Linked DNA regions of Oryctolagus cuniculus: all the other regions are linked to region 2. The links are chromatin contacts, called in public Hi-C and Micro-C maps. All regions are on one chromosome and are shown on one strand. Each heading gives the region's core, a stretch centred on a gene start, on an enhancer-like site or on the middle of the called end of the contact. The rest is flanking DNA. Distances are from core to core; before and after follow the strand shown.

Region 1 (3,270 bases), core at 583-3,082, 350 kb before region 2:
AGTTACACTGTGATGTTTCCATGCATGGCAGCCACAGAGTTTCCATTCATTTATTCACCCCTCATTCATTCAGCAGGTCCTACTCTTGAGCCTGTGTTACTACAGGCACTGTGCTGGGGACCAATCAGAACACAAAATGAACCAGAACTTGCAGATCTGTGAAATTTTGAGTAAGAAGGACTCCAGGTAGTCACTGGATCATGTTCCTGATGAGGAAACTGAGGACTAGGACCAGAAAGGCAAAGTGCTGTGCCTGGGATGGCCAGTCAGATGATCATGCTAGGTGTCAGGCATGGAGCATTTTCCTTGAGTAGTGGAGCTGTGGGGACAAGTTCCATGAGGACCTGCCTGGGGCTGGCCATGACTCCCCTCTGAGGACAACCTGGCTGTCTGCAGGAGCCAGAGTGTTTGTGGGCTGTACAATGTGTTATTAGTTCTGTGGCCCTGGAGAGGCGCAGGGAAACAGAGCAGTGCTTTGTTGCCCTGAACAATGGTGTAACCTGACATCTCTTGGCTGGTCTCCTGGTCCAGCCTGTCCTCTTTAGGGTTGAATGTGGGAACATCGCAAGTGTTCCCTTGGGAGTTGAACCTATCTAGAAAAGATAGGTAATCTAAAGGTGACAAACTCTGAGCTGGGGGATGTCTCAGCATGAGAAACTTTCAAATAATGACAAGTTTCCAATAATGCTATCCAGAGAGCATTCTACAACTATGGCTGCAGCCAGAATCCAGTCCAGAATGCAACATGCAAGAGCTTTCTCAATTGTTAGATGACATTTGAATTCTTGAAAATGGTAACATGTATTATCAATAGGTGTTCATTGGATCTCTATGCAATCATGGTTTACGAATTATTTTCACCCTGTTATCTGGCTGCCTCCTTGAGCCACTTCTGTATTATCACTCCACTAATTTTACTGTGTATCTGTTCTTCACTAACTAATAGGGCATTCCAAGATGGAGAGGTTGAGTAACATGTCCAAGGTCCCTGAGCTGGTAAAAGACCAGGTTTTCTGACTTTAAGTCCAGTTCTTTTCCCAGGCCTGCCTTTAGAGCTGTGAGTGTCTGAATGCTGACAAGTCACTGAGTGGTACCTGAGAGGGGCTGAAGATAAAGAGGCTTTTCTAGTTGGAGATTTGAAGATGGACTAGGGAAGTCTGTTTGCCTTAGCAATTTGTTCTACCACAAAACATTCATTCCTTTGTATCCTAGAAGCTTTCTGTTTCTAAGAATTCCCTCTCAAAATACAACTCCCCACTTCAGTAAACCAAAAAAATATAATCATACAATAGAATTACATGCTTCTATCCATTAGAATAAAATAGAATAGAATAGAATTTCTGTTCTATTAAAAATATAATTCCATTATCTGTTGGGTGGGAATATAATTGTGGACATTTAAGAAATATATGCATTGATAACTGTATGAAAGAATTTCAACAACTGTCATACGTGGTAACGTTGGTTTCCTCTTTGTTCTAATCTGTTTTTATTGTTTGTATAATATGAGCATATTTTGGTGGTAGTGGTGCTATAAAAAAGGCTTTAAAAAGCAAGAGAATACTCATCCCAGCTGTGTGCTTCATTGTAAGTGGGTGAAAGAGAGCCGAGTAAATATAACTCAGCACCTCCCTTCTGTTCTTCCTGCATCCATATTGGTCACACCATAAGCCTCAGAGAAGTCATCAGCTAACACCATCAGGAGATGAGTTGTCAACAAGCTGAAAGCCAGAGTTCTTTTCTGGAGTGAGATAGTGTAAAGAGGGTGTGGATGGATGGCAGGAAACAGGGGAGCAAGTGCCAAGGTCGTTTTCACGCACATGGTAAGTTTTCATAGGCCAACCCTACCTGTGCTCACCCCTGCCAGTGCTTACCTCTTAAACTTCAGTGCCCTGTGACTGGCCATGACGAAGGTCAGTCACCCCAGCTGCTCTTACAGCAGGGTCAGACATGGACTAACTGGGAAAGAGAAGCCTTCTGAACCCCGGCTATGCCTGGCTCCCAGTGCCACTCACTTGGCACACATCCAACACGTGGTGTGCCTGTTGGGTGAGTTAGATGGGAGGGTTCCTTTAGGCTGTTCTGGGTGGGGTTGCTGCCACTGGCATCTGCAGTGGGGACATGATAGACCTATAAGTTACAGGGCAGCTCGCAGAACACAGTGTCTTTGCTGTGGACTGCTGTGAAAGGCTGGGGTCCTCTGCTTCGCAGTTAGTATCTAGGTGTTAACAAATAGAGGGCTCAACACTGCAAAGTAAGAAGTAAAATAAATACTTTCTGACATTATGGATTCCCTTTTTAAGAGTCGGGCGAGATCCTGGAGATCATTGGAGCCCTTGGGAGGTAGAGGCTCAAGTCACCCCAAGTCCTAAGAGCAAGAGAGGCCCAGACCACAGGCTTGCAGCTCCCAGCCCAGTGTTTTCCCCACAGCCTCTGCTCCCTCTCATTCACTAGTTTGTCTCAAACTCATTTGTTGAGGACTGTCCATTCGCCAGGTGCTGTGCTGAAGTGGGGAAGACACAAATCAATAAAATGAAGGCTCTTCCCTTGGGTTGTGAGGAAGAGGGTTGGGGAAAAAAACACTAACTGCTTATTTAATAAAATGCAGAAAGATGCTTCCTCTAGAGGAAGAACTTCAAGACGTGTAGTCCAAGAGACCATCTTTTTTGAAGGAATCATCACAAGGTAGAACACTGCTTGGGTACCTGAGCTTGCCTTTGTTCGCACTTCAGTGGACAGCATGCAGTGTGCAAGAAAAACACGAGAGCTTTCAGTGCTGAATAGTACAAAGTGCAAAGCATGGGTCCTGTCTGATTTCCTGTTGCCTTAAGTTGGGCAGTGTGTGTATCGGAGCAGCTTCAAACACTTGATTCTTGTAAACAGTTGAGAGCAGATACTATGCCTTGTCTGTCTTCCTGGAAATGCCCTTTCCAGATTCTTCAGCATGTTGTGTGACAATTGTAGCTGCTTTCCTGTCTTGTGCTAAAGGGTCTGGTCTGTGACGGTGAAAGCAGCCGTCCATGGTTCTGAAGAATTCAGAAGGCTATGAACGGAAGCTCTGGATGTTTCAGGAGCCTTCCTGATAGTACCTTTTTTTGATCTGCCAAATATTCTGTGATGGGTGGGCAGGTGTCAGAGACAGACTCCGTATCCATTTTCCTTATAGTTTGTTAAGAGATGGAATGGATTAAGAATAATAATTTTTTAAAAGTCCACACCAACTACATCTTATTTTGGGTGTGGTATGAGCAAAGCAGTTGTAAAACGACT
Region 2 (3,382 bases), core at 802-3,301:
GTCGGCCGGCAACCGCAGCGCAGCCCCCTGCTTGCTGCCTTGGGCTCGTGTTGGATGTGGGGAGAGAACTTAGAGCCCCCCGAGAGTCGAGGGCAGTGGCGGAGTTTCGCCCGTGGCGGGGCTGGCGTCGGCCAAGGCTCCCCGCCCGGGTCGGCGGAGGACTGGCCCTGGAGGCCATGGCAAATGACCTGGGAAGTTTCGGGAGGTGGGCCAGGTGGGGGGTGGGGGGAGCGCCAAAGTTTGGAGGTGTGCAGGAAGTCGCCTGGGCAGCCTCGAGTCGCCGAGACACGCTCTCGGGACTGTTGCAAACCGCCCCCGGGAAACAGCCCGCAGCCCTCTGTGCGCCCGGCGCGTCCTCGCAGCGGATAATCTGCCCGAGCGGCTTCGCAGGCCCGGCCGCCCGCCTCGGGGATTTAGAACCCATCTGTTCTGGGCGGGCACGGCTTCGCTGGGGCGCAGAGGTGGTCCGGGCCCCTCTTCTAGGCTGGGGTTTGTTGCGGAGGGGGTTGAAAGACGGCGGTTCGGTGGCTGTGCTAGGTTGACTTTCGGATCACCCAGCTGTGCCTTTTTTCACTGGAGATTGGGTGGCATCTCTTGAGCATTCATTATGAACAGGCCGGAACGCGCTGGTCGCGGCTCCAAGTGAAATCTTGCTACACGATGTGCCCCCAGCCAAATATTCTCTCTTTGCCCCTGCAGCTTGCAGAAAATGGGATTTAATAATTTTTAGAACATGCAATTTCATGATTTTTAGACACAGGGAAGAAAAAACCTTGCCGTGTGATCCATGCTCTTAAAATCTTTTGAGGAGAAAAAAAATTGAGTTTCTTACCACTTCTTACGTAAAAGTAATTCTCTCTCCTCTTTCAAAAACTTGGGGTGTTGTCATAAATACTGTTAGCGTAAAATGACTCCTGCTTTGCAGTTAAGGTGCCTCTTCCAGTTTTCCCCCTTAAATTACAAAAATAGATTTTGTTATGTAGGAAGTGTCAGTGCCAACCCTTATCCATTTAATACAGTTTTATCTGTTTAATATACTTTGTGTTGAATGGGGAAAGAGATAAGAGGCAGAGACATTTTTAGAATGTGTCGTCCCTAATGAACATGAACCTTCAAATCATAAGGAAAGTGTATTTTCATATTTTCATTTTCTTTTGATGTTCACTGATACACAGGCTTTTGCTTTTGTAGTTCTAGTACCCACTGTCAAGTTCAGGTAGCCACTGTGTCTCCTGCTAATACAACCAGGAGAAGCTCACCTGCACACACAGCTGCCCCCCAGAGCTGTAGCTCACACATCTGTCTTGGGGTGACCTCTGGCTGCCATATAGTATTGTGCTTTGGGAGAAGTAGCTCGCAGGTCCTGGCACAGCCGTTTCTCTGTCAGCTCAGCTGCTTGAGAGAGGGAGGAGAGAACAATTAGTATATTTCATTCCCGGCATCATAACATCCTGTGTTTTAATGGGATTATCTTGCCCCGGTGCAAATTTAAGCTGAAGAAAAATAGTTTGTGGGAAAAAGAGGAATGCTGTAAAATGTTTCCATATCAGATTGAAGGGGAAAAAGTTGGCCCAGCATCATATTAAAGACTTCCCTGTTGCCTCTCAGTTTTAATAGCTAAATTGGTTCCATGTGTAAGTTTGTCTAATTAGATTTTTTTATGCGAAACAGAAACAATCTTTTGCCATACAGCTTTTTGGTACACAGATGCATGTGGGCAAGGGAGGAGAGAACAAGCGACCATAAAAGAGAAACATTTCTCTTTGTTGGCTGATTTACTTGTGTGTGTGTGTGTTTTAAATCAGTAAATCAGGCCTTTTGAACTCAGCAAAGAGAATATCCTTCCTGTGTGTTAGTTGTCAAATAAGTTTAGGCTTACAGTGGTTTCATGCTTAGAAGTCATAAATCTTCATTTAAGCACCCCTGGTCTCATCCTTCGGTTTTATTTTTGCTTAACAACCAAATCCCAGTACCGTGGTTAGCTTGCTTCTTGCCAGACGGAGGCGAGCAGTGATCACATTGATAGTTCTGCTCATCGGGAAGGTGCATTGGTCAGATGGCGTGCAGTAGCAAGGAAATGCGAGAGCGTGCTTGGTTGCGGCAGACTAAATACCCCTTGGCTTCACAGGAGCTCAGCCTGTGTTCACCTAAGTGGAGCTTGGTGTGGGTAGGGAGGCTTCGAGGCAATGTCCATCCCGTCATAGGGTTTTTCCTACAGCCCATTCATGGACAAATACGGGGCATCTTACCATGTTGAACATGTGCATTGTAGTGCGTGCAATCCCAGTAAATAGGGTTTTCATTTATTTATTTATTTAGCGAGAACTTGGCTTTTTTTTTTTTTTAACTGAGTAAAACATGAAGCACCATTTCCATGTCACTCCTTAGCTGAGTTTTTTGTCCCCTGCCCGTGATGGGTAGGATCGGCGGAAGGGGGGTGCCTGGCTTTTGAGAAGGTAAAACCCAAGTGGCTGCCCCTACTGAAGTCGGCCGAGAAGGGATCCAGCTATTGTCCAGGCGTGGGGGGGGGGGGCAAGCCCAGACCTTCCACAGAGCAGAGAGAATGTTACAAGCACCGTTCCATGGGCAGCCTCTTGCTGGTGTGTATTGGAGTTGTGTCACTTGGAGCATAAGGAAGGTGACATGATGCCCGAGAAAACCCCTTTGGCCTCGATTTGAAACGCGGACCACATAATTTCATTAATCCTGCCAGTTCTCAAATAATTTCTAGGTAGAAATAGTCTTTTTATAGAGTATGTGGATTACATCTTTGTTATCCTACCGGGAAGATACACTTGTAAATGTATTAATAGTTCTCACCAGGCTCCTGCTTCTTCAATCTTTCCATCCCAGCCAAGTGAATGGCAATAAAAGTGCCTAAGAGCAGCAGCCAGAATCACCCACAGCAGCCCCCAGATAGTTGTAGTTTGTCCTGGGCTGCCTGGGAATATCATTTTTATAAATGACTATTTACTGGACAGAACAGTAGACGGATGGAAGGACAAATGGAGAAGTGGGTGGATGAGGAGATGGGTTTGTATGTGGGTAGACAGATCTGCAGAGGTAGATGAAGACGTCAGTTTCCTTGAAATCCTTCTAAGTTGTTTTAAAAGATGGTTATGGAGCAAATCTTCTAAGAATACTTCGCCATGGAAATGTTTTCTGGGTGCATTTTTAAATATTCACAGTGTTTATTAATAAAAAATCAAGGCTGCCTTAATCTATGTATTTAATATTTAGTAATTTAGAAAAAAACATAATTAGGCACTGAGAATCAGCAGCTAAACTGTTTCTGTGTTCCTCTACTTAAAAATATATGTATATTTTTGGGAGATCCACCAGGGCTCACTCAGATGTGAATTGATGTTGGCTATTCCCCAAA
Region 3 (3,225 bases), core at 201-2,700, 330 kb before region 2:
CTGTGATGCAATTAGGCGGCAAGAAGGTTTTTGTCGGCACAGTTGCTATTGATTAGTATTTACTTTAAAAAGAGTAAAAGCTATTCCCTCGTGCCAGAGCTGACTAATATGTCAACGACAAGGCTCTGTGTTTCAAAGACGCGGAGCAGGCGTGTTTCATATATTATGAACCCCCTCCCCAAAAGAGAGTCCGGTATGGAAATCTTCCCAACTGGTTTTCATTACGCTCAAATAGAAAGGCATATAGCACAGCCAAGATCTCATTAAAGGAGAGAAGTCTTTTTGTAGATTTGCTTATTTATTTATGAAATGCCTCTGAAATATTTATAAACGCTTCCCTGATATTTGTCTGAAAATACATTTTAGGGCTGCTTTGGTGGAAGAGAGGGGGAAGATTGCAGGAGAGCATGCAGATGGAAGAGGGAAGAGACCGGGCCACCATTTGGCTCTGTGGTGGCGAAACGGAAGTGCCAGGGTAACAAATGTGTCACTAGGGGGTGCCCCAAGAACCAGGCAGACGCTAACCCGCTCAGCACAGGTGACCCAACTTGCTTGGATCTGTTCGGCAGAAGCAATGGCAATCACGAGCGCTCTGTTTAATTTTCCTGACAGAACCGGGGCAGATACAGACGCTCTGGGGGCCTTGATCACTTCCTTCACTTTTAGAGCTATTTATTAATTGAAATAATAGTTATGCTACCCCTTGCCTCAGACCTACTTTCATCTGTTTAGCAACTGCTTTCTACAAAACACAAAAGAGCTCGGCACTGACAGTCTTGTCTTAATTAACCATTGAATACCTTATAGAGCAGCTGTCACAACTCTTGTCACTTGAAAGAAGGCACAGTGGTCCCTGTTTAAAAAAAAAATAAAACAACATGAATACAGGGGAAAGAAAAAAAAAAGTTGATCTAATGAGCCGTCTTTGACGTGTCTTAAGAATTGCATTCTTTATCATCATATTTTACACTCACATGGCCATGCAAATCGGGGACTCTCTGGCTGCTTAGGAGAAAACCGAAGAATTTACATTTCTCCCTACTTTTGAGAAAGAGACATTGGTTGCCCAGTGGCTCAGGGAAGTGGTCCAAGATCAGAGATAATAACAGGGCTAAGACTGCCTGTCAGAAAGAAGAGGAGGGGCTGATGAGGGCTTATGTAACTGAATTCTTTCCAAGCCTTTCCAGCCCTGGGGGTGAATGGATCTCATCAGTGTGAAGACCAAGCCCCCAGAGTCCCACACCCTGCCCTGCTAGTGCCGTGCAGTCTGATTCAAGTCCCCTCTCCACCCCAGCATCCTTCTGAGTCCCCAGAGAGGTGGAGGTATTTTGTGAGTGTTGAGGAATCAGCCTGGGCTTCCCCTTGTCACTGGGTTCTGCTTGCTCTCCCTAGTTCTATTACTGTGTCCCCCGCCCCCGGCCTCGGCCACAGCTACCCACACCACTCCTGTGGTTCCTGACTGTCTCTCGTGGCCCTCTGCTCCTGCTCCTGGTTGGTGGGAAGCCCTGGCCACCGACCCTCTCCCGTCTTTCATTACTGTGACAGAATAGCAGCCCAGGCTGAAGAGGTCAGAAGCTTTCCATCTCTGTGCTCATTTAGGAGAATGTTTTGCAGAGTGTGCTTTGAGCCCCTGTGCATTCTAGAATCTGGTGAGATCTTTCCGTTCTTAGGTGCCACACTTTTTGCCCAAAGGCCCTTTGCAGATGGGATGGGTGGATTAAAATACCAGCCAGCATCTTGAAGAGCATCCACCCCTCTGAACCTGTTCCCGTCTGACTCGCAGACGTGTGGCGGGGGCTGTGGACCCTGCCGGGTTCTTTCACGGTGACCCTCATTTCCCAGCCCTGTCTCCTGACTTCATCTGCATTCTCCTACTGAAGCCATAGTACTTGTCTGTGCATGTGTGAATTCCCTTGTTGCTCCACTTCAAATCCATTCCCCAATGAGGAGGCTCTTTAGCCCTCATGGAAACCAGTATTTAAAAAGAACTTTGACTTATTCTACATACTGTGTGTGTGCAGTTCAGTTATATTTTAATAAGGACACTTATCATAAAGGTAAACCTTGCAAATGAGAAGGCCTTTAGGAAAACTCAGGATATATATTGGAGAGAATTAATGTACAAATGGCATACTAATTGGCTTGTTTCAAATATATTACTGCAGTTATGTGGTACTGGGGATGTTGCATAGGACATTGGTGCCTACTAATTAGATGCCTACTAATTTATTTGGCCTGCACATTCTTCCAGGGCCAACAAATGCTGTTCCCAACACTGAGTTTATGGCCCAAAATTCGTAGGCACTCGATGTGAACGGTAGGAAAAGTATAGCAACCTAAAGATTGCTCTTATTGACTTTTTGGGCTTCTAAGTGAAAAATATATAGTGATAAGACACTTTATCACTATATAAATATATATAGATAGCAAAACGTACCCCACCCTAAGCTTATCAAATCAATGAAACAGCAAAGTATTTTATAACAGGGATTTGCCATGGGAACTTGAACACGTTAAAAGCTATCACACTTTGTGCTACCTCATTTAAATCACTGTTGGATGAACTTTTAGAGACGGGCCTTCTTCTGTTTTACATAATTCTAAATTCATGGTGCCTAGGAAGGTAATCACCCCTGTAATAACTTGTGATTCCATTTATTGCAAATAAGGTGTTCTCTCGACTGTGAATTTAGGTTGGGGTGCCTGGTACATTCTGAAAGGCCGGCCTTACTATTTGCCACCTTTGCATGGCACTACACTTGGGGAAGTCATGGGTCGAATGGCATAAGTTTGCCAGTTGAATTTCTAACTATAGCAGAGCCTTGAAAGTCGGTGTTTAGGGCTGAGGAGGACTGGTGCAAAGCGAGTAGCAGCGGGACTCTGAGACTCCCCCACTCGCCCAGGGCAGGATGCTCCCGGAAGACCGTTCCTATAAAACTGCTTGCCAAATCGGCCAGGAGGGCCCATAAATGCATCCAACAATAGAAACAGCCGATCCTGCTGGGCTCTGCCAAGGCTGCCCCTGGGAAGGCAGTCACTGGTACTTGATCTACTCTGAAGCTGTAGCAAGAGAGCCTAAGGCCTGGCTTTGCTTGCCCCCTGCCTCAGTGGCCCTCTGTCCCTCACCCTGTTGTCCACTCCTGAGGACAGAGTGTGCATTGTCCTCTCCTAAAACGGTTGATATAAACATCAGGCTTGATGCTAACCTGTCACCTGCACTTGGCT

What was found. A called contact is a pair of places that touch in the nucleus more often than the background predicts.
Region 1: a Micro-C map of ear pinna shows a contact between it and region 2, with 4 times the contacts expected there. The contact joins two enhancer-like sites. A contact is called at or near these places in 2 of 6 Hi-C or Micro-C datasets (ear pinna and psoas muscle).
Region 3: a Hi-C map of an unstated tissue shows a contact between it and region 2, with 6 times the contacts expected there. The contact joins two enhancer-like sites. A contact is called at or near these places in 3 of 6 Hi-C or Micro-C datasets (ear pinna, psoas muscle and an unstated tissue).

What each region holds. Positions count from the first base shown.
Region 1 is chr12:83,838,608-83,841,877 of mOryCun1.1, reverse strand. All of the region lies in intron 2 of RORA (RAR related orphan receptor A), which reads left to right. Among named protein-coding and RNA genes, the nearest start is that of RORA, 320 kb to the left of the region's middle. Within about 2 kb of position 1,832, at least 1 of the 8 cell types and tissues checked has an H3K27ac peak or open chromatin away from gene starts, as enhancers often do. A contact at or near this core is called in ear pinna, where this site is marked.
Region 2 is chr12:83,491,645-83,495,026 of mOryCun1.1, reverse strand. The region is part of intron 3 of RORA (RAR related orphan receptor A); the gene reads left to right. Among named protein-coding and RNA genes, the nearest start is that of ICE2, 120 kb to the right of the region's middle. Within about 2 kb of position 2,051, at least 1 of the 8 cell types and tissues checked has an H3K27ac peak or open chromatin away from gene starts, as enhancers often do. A contact at or near this core is called in ear pinna, where this site is marked.
Region 3 is chr12:83,818,471-83,821,695 of mOryCun1.1, reverse strand. All of the region lies in intron 2 of RORA (RAR related orphan receptor A), which reads left to right. Among named protein-coding and RNA genes, the nearest start is that of RORA, 340 kb to the left of the region's middle. Within about 2 kb of position 1,450, at least 1 of the 8 cell types and tissues checked has an H3K27ac peak or open chromatin away from gene starts, as enhancers often do. A contact at or near this core is called in ear pinna, where this site is marked.